2 separate regions of the Mus musculus genome follow, and region 2 is linked to region 1. A link is a contact called in public Micro-C data. All regions are on one chromosome and are shown on one strand. The core of a region is the stretch at or near the end of the contact, and the rest is flanking DNA. Distances in the headings are between cores, read along the strand shown. Region 1 has its middle 20 kb from the start of Gm32219. Region 2 has its middle 3.7 kb from the start of Gm51973.

Region 1 (2,966 bases), core at 239-2,738:
CTGGTTCTACTATAAAATCATCCTCTCTTAGTGTGGCTACTAGCTGGAATAACCCAACTCTCAAATGGCCCTTACTTATTTTAAAATAACTTCACTGATACATAAGCTGGCCACAGCAAAATTGATCTTTAGAGTCAAGTGCTCAGCTAAACTCTTCATTTACTGGGAACTCATTTAACATTGACCTCAAATTACTCAACAGTGAAATCACAGGTTTTCTGGAAACATGAAAACCTCGGGTTTATGGGTCCATATTGTCTAGTTAATTCAGTGGAGAGGCACACAAGTTAACTTCAGCTTGATGCTTTGATACTCCTGTGAGGCGGATAATAGTCATCAACTAAAGAAAGAAAACAGAAACAGGACATTAGTACACATAGAGGCACAGTTAAAAGACGAACCCTAGTGAGTCACTGTTGTATAAATTCCTTCCTTCTGAGAGTTCACAGAACCCTGAGCTGCTTTTAGCAGACTGAATACGGGCAGACAATGGGCTACCTACCCGCGATTGAATTGTTAGACTCCCTTGTAGGCGAGCTGAAAAGAAGGGTCTCTTTCTTGTTTTGAAATTGTAGGTACCACATGACAGAGGACTGTAGGGGTCTGACAGTCTGAATAACCCTCAGCTAAGACCAGGGGATCCGATAAATAGCAAGGGCCACAGTCCAAATGCACAGGGTGTACTCCAGAAACAGCCCAGGTGGGCCCATGCCTGCTCTTCTCCTGATAGAACTCTGAGCAGTGACTCTCGACCACAAAAGCTATGGATGATGGACGTATTCATTTGAAGCCATTTACACAATGGTGGCTAATTTGTTACACAATGACAGAAATTTTAACACAGCCTCCCTATCAGAGTAGAATGTGTAAAATGGCAGGTTCACACCTCACCCATTTGGCCATGACAAATTGTTTAACGTTTCTGGACCTTTTAACTGCAACACAGGAATGAAAAATGGTGTATATCTATAATTCAGCATCAGGAGGATCAGAAAATCCAGTCTTACTTAGGAGGAAGTTATGCTGCTGTGAGGAACAGTTTCTATTGCTGTTAGACGACATGTTTGTCTCATCATTGTAAACATTTTAATTGTTATTTTTCTCTATGTACGCCATGTTCTGAAGACTTCTGGCTTGCACATTAATTGGATTTTTTTCAAGTGGAATTCATTCTCTTGTTCATTCCTAGTTTATCAGCTGCATCAAGTTTCTGATCAGTTTGAAATGGTCTTTAAAAATAGTTATAATTAATGTGTTTGGGTTAAAAGCAAAGCTGGTTTTGGTGTTAGAGTTAATGAAATTTCCATTAGCTTATAAAAAAAATGTTAGCAATGGGTTGCTGAGCCAGATTTAGAATCACAAAGTTAGTTTAATGGGGAGAGATAGACACAGGGTGGAGGTACTTGGCAGAGCGGTCTTGGCTGCCTCTGTTTATCATTGCTTCCTTGGGTGTTGCTGGGAGATTAGAAAGGCTGGAAATAAAACTGCAAGTGCCTGCAGCGTGAGATGAGTCAGGAGAGGGAATCAAGGCACTGGGCTTGTTGTGAACAGGACTGGCAAGCTGGACATGAACTTGAGGAGCCTTGGGGGTTTTAGGAACTATTGTGCAATGCCCGAATTACAGTTATGAGAAAGAATTCAAACACAAATGAAAACAGAGACCACTTCTGAATGGGGAGTTTCTCAAATGATCTTGTCTATAATTTGCTTTGTGTAAAGAGCCAATGCCTGCCAATGTCTGTGCGCTATGCCTATCACTAGGGCCACGTTTCTCTCGGAACACGGCCTAAGGAACTAGCATTCCACCGTGTTATTTACATCAAGGTCTACTTAGTTTCCAGATGAATACTTTTCAAGTCGGCTACAGGCTTCATAGGGAACTATGTGCACTTTATTGACACGGACCAAAGATAGATGTAAGCAATTGTTCCATCAGGTCTAAAAGCACTTTTTTTTTTCTTTTTTTAATGCAGCAAATGAAAATGCAGCTTAAGAAGCACATCTGAGAAGTCCACGGAGCTAAGGTTTCCCATTTATATCTGTAAAGCAGAAGACAACACCAGTAACAAACACTCACGTAACAGACTCACACTCACGGGGCAGACACATAATAGATATGAAATCCACAGTATAAACACAAAACATGCACAAACCAATGAGTTTTGTTCAAGTTAATCTGTGACTCACACTCCCTAAAACATCTTCCAACCCCTTCATGTTCCGGTCACTCCGATTCTAAATACCTTAGTATTCCTGGAGCATACTCTGTGAATAACTGGCCATTGAAATTTTTTCCCTAAGACGTTAACTGTTACATGGAGTAAATACGAGGTACTTGAGTGCCAAAGGGTGCGAGATGCACACCACCATTAAAATAACCCACCTGTCAGAACCAATGTCTGCTAACTATCTAAGGAACATTGAGAGCTGTGACTGCTGACCAAAGTCTTTCCCTTAGGAGTCTGGCTTGTCATTTTCATGTAGTGTCAGAGAGCCAGCTTCAGCTGTCCTATCACTGTCCTGCCATGCGATGTTCACACAGGCAGACCCTGGTGGGCAGGGGAAAGGACCAGCTTCCCGAAAAGCCTGTGGGCAGCTGGAGTGGAAGCCCTACCTCCCCCCCCCCTGCTGCATGTAGCATCCTTGGACTTGACATAATGATTTGGCACACTGCCCTCTCTGCATTCCTGCTGCCAGGCCCCAGAGCAAGTCCTTATCAGCATGCATTGCTCTGTTTATTCTGCATAGAATGCAAAGGAATATATTTCAGCCTCTCAACGATGTACGGCCAGGTATTTGCCGAGCGCTTACTGTGAAGATGAGAGACGTTTTTATCTTCATAGGGAAGCTCTGATCTGGACTGTGAGAAGGCCAGACCACACAGTTCTACATGAACTCATCTTAGGGCTTAACTGACCATAGCTCTAGCACCAAAACCATTCATTGCTTACAAGGAGAGCCAAAGG
Region 2 (2,761 bases), core at 191-2,690, 190 kb after region 1:
CTAGCCACAGCTGCATTGGTTACTTTTCTCATGGTTACAATGAAACTGGACAGAAATAACTTAAGCAAGCAAGGATCACTTAGGCCCAGACTTTCCCAGGGTAGAGTAGATTATGGCAGAAAATCTGTAGTGACTGGCATGGCTCAATTACAGCAGAGAGAGCTTATTGTGCATCTGTTTACAACTTGGTGGGCCACAGAAAGAATGTACTAAAATTTGGGCCAGGCTATACACTCAAAATCAACTTGCAGTGACCCATCTCTGACAGGACCTCTCAATACAGTACTCCCAGCTAGGGCCCAAGTGTTCACACACACACACACACACACACACACACACACACACACACACACACACGGCTAGAGGGAATGTTTCTGATCTAAACCAAAAAGAGTGATTTGAGGTCATTTCAGTATTAGAATTATGCACCATAAAATTTAACAAAGATTTTGTGGGAAGCCCATAAAGAAAGGGTTAAATGGCTCCCTTGGATAATTCACCTATGCCCATCTCCCTTATCACTGCTGCTTCATTGTCTGGTTGCTACTCCCTAGTTCCCAGCTACTCTAGATTCTTGGTCTCTCCTGGCCCTTCTTACAGCATGGTCATTATGCAAAGATCATCTTAATACTAGGAGGGCATGAAGTAGCAACTTTAGCTTCTCTAATGTCAACTAGCCTTGGAGCAAAATCCAAAAGGCCATCTGGCTGACTAATGCAGGCATCAGAAGATCAAAGGACCGGAAGAGGACCTTGGAGGATGCGGTCTCCCTAGTTTCCTAGCTTATGCTCTGAAGGCATGTTTTCATCCTAAATAGATTATCCCTGAGGTGGCTTTGGTGAGAGGGGCCATGCAGAGATGGAAAGGGAGATTATGAAGAGAGGTAGGCAAAACATTAAGATTAAATAGATGCCCCATAACAAGAGTTTTCAGAGTCTGAATTAGTGACATATAAAAATGAGAAACATCTGGAGCCGGTATTTATTTTGCTGGTCAGAAATGCAGTTCTGAAGTGCCCTGTTGAAACATTTATTTTATAAAGACTTATTAAAAACAAATGCCTACAGTGGTTGAAAAGAAAATGTACTAACCCAGGATGCCAAGGCCTGTAAAGGAACAGTTTTAAAGAGCTTCTACTTCCCATCAATGGAGCTTAATGCTTAAAGCTGGTCCTTTTGTTCTATTTTAATGGAACAGCTCACAGACCTGTCTGCAATTTCACAGACAATTCTTGGAGAGAGAGAGAAGAGTAATTTTGTTCATATTCTTCAGTTATATGATTCTTTTATGGTCAATCCACCTACCCACCCACACATATCGCAAAAGCATCTAAGAGAAGGGAATGGTATAGACGTCTTATTGTGGATGAGATCAGTTCCCTTGTCCTTTCTGGTGTAGCTCTGCTGTGGCTAGGGCTCCAGCCCAGACAGACACAGGAGACAAGGATTGTGAGTCATTTAAACCCCAGGTGCTTAATGTGTTGGAGTCTTTAGAAGACATCCTTATTGTGCTATAACCAGCCACGCACTGAAGGAGAGAGGTGTTCCAGAAGAGGGTCCGGTGAGTACCAGTATTCTGAGGAGGCCCCTGGGCTATAAGGCCAGCATCCTGCTGAACCTCTACCACTCTTGCCAGTCAGACAAAGGAGACTGAGAGAAGGTGACAGAGGACAGAGGAAATATGCTATGGTAAATTAGACAGTCCAGGGATGCAGTCATCCCTCAGCAACTCACTCCCCTTCTCTAGTAGCTTCCAAGAAAGTAAATAGCAGCAAAGCCTGATGGGAAGCCAGTGAATGGAATGGGAGAATTGTGCGAGGAACTGGCTGTACAATTCTGCCAGGGACTGAATCCCCAAGGAGGTGCTAGACGGAGCAGACCAGCCTCATGCTGGCCTTTTGTGCTCAAGTCATAATAATGAAGACAATTCCAATGTCTGTAGCACCAGGCACACGTTATTAAGTGCCAAATACCAAGTACCTTTACCTCAAAGGAGGCAAGGAGGAGGCAGATGGACACCTGCCAAGACCAGACTACTCTTAAACACCAGAGCCAGCGTGTATGTATCAGAACACAGGCCGGGTTGTCTCTCATCAAGCCGTTGTCATGTTCAACCTACTTTTTAAAATGTTGGACATTAAAGCATGTCTTCCAGCTAACAGGTGACAGGTTGAATCATTAGCCACCCCTGTGTGAATTACTGGTTTCTTCATGAAGAGCCACACTCTTGAACAGGCCCTTTGTGCCAGGTATAGTGGGCTCATGCCTATTAGCCTGTAGTCCCAGCACTCTGGAGTCAGAGAGCTCACAATTTGATAAGCCTTTGCTTTAAAAAAAGAAAGGAAGGGAGGGAGGGAGGGAAGGAAGGAAGAAGGGAGGGAGAGAGAGAGAGCAAGCAATCAACCCTGCTGGAAAGTGCTAGCATGTGCCTTTAAGAGATAGGCAAGTCTGTGAGTTCTAGGCCAGTCTGATCTACAAAGCCAGTTCCAGGATACCTAGGCCTACACAGAGAAACCCAATCTCAAAAACAACAGCAACAACACACACACACAAACAAACAAAAAACCCAATTAATTAATTAAAGTTTTTAAAAAGCTACCTTTGCTGAAAGTTCAAGAACACACCATCTGAGTGAGTTCTCTCCATCAGCCTTCACATCTGCTCTAAATAGCACAAGTGGATGCTCCCTCCCCAACACACACACCGTACAGTTTGGTTCCTTCTTCAGTTGTACTCTGGGTACATTCAAAATTAGATAATAA

Evidence for each region. Hi-C and Micro-C count contacts between places; a contact is called where the count stands out from the background.
Region 2: a contact with region 1 is called in a Micro-C map of trophoblast stem cells, with 3 times the contacts expected there. The contact joins two enhancer-like sites. A contact is called at or near these places in 2 of 484 Hi-C or Micro-C datasets (bone marrow-derived macrophages and trophoblast stem cells), 2 of 115 datasets of contacts at active chromatin or transcription factors (embryonic fibroblasts and pancreatic cancer cells) and 1 of 9 other capture datasets (embryonic stem cells).

Annotation. Positions count from the first base shown.
Region 1 is chr12:70,554,408-70,557,373 of GRCm38.p6, forward strand. No RefSeq gene overlaps it. Among named protein-coding and RNA genes, the nearest start is that of Gm32219, 20 kb to the left of the region's middle. Within about 2 kb of position 1,489, at least 72 of the 459 cell types and tissues checked have an H3K27ac peak or open chromatin away from gene starts, as enhancers often do. A contact at or near this core is called in trophoblast stem cells, where this site is marked.
Region 2 is chr12:70,749,126-70,751,886 of GRCm38.p6, forward strand. No RefSeq gene overlaps it. Among named protein-coding and RNA genes, the nearest start is that of Gm51973, 3.7 kb to the left of the region's middle. Within about 2 kb of position 1,441, at least 14 of the 459 cell types and tissues checked have an H3K27ac peak or open chromatin away from gene starts, as enhancers often do. A contact at or near this core is called in trophoblast stem cells, where this site is marked.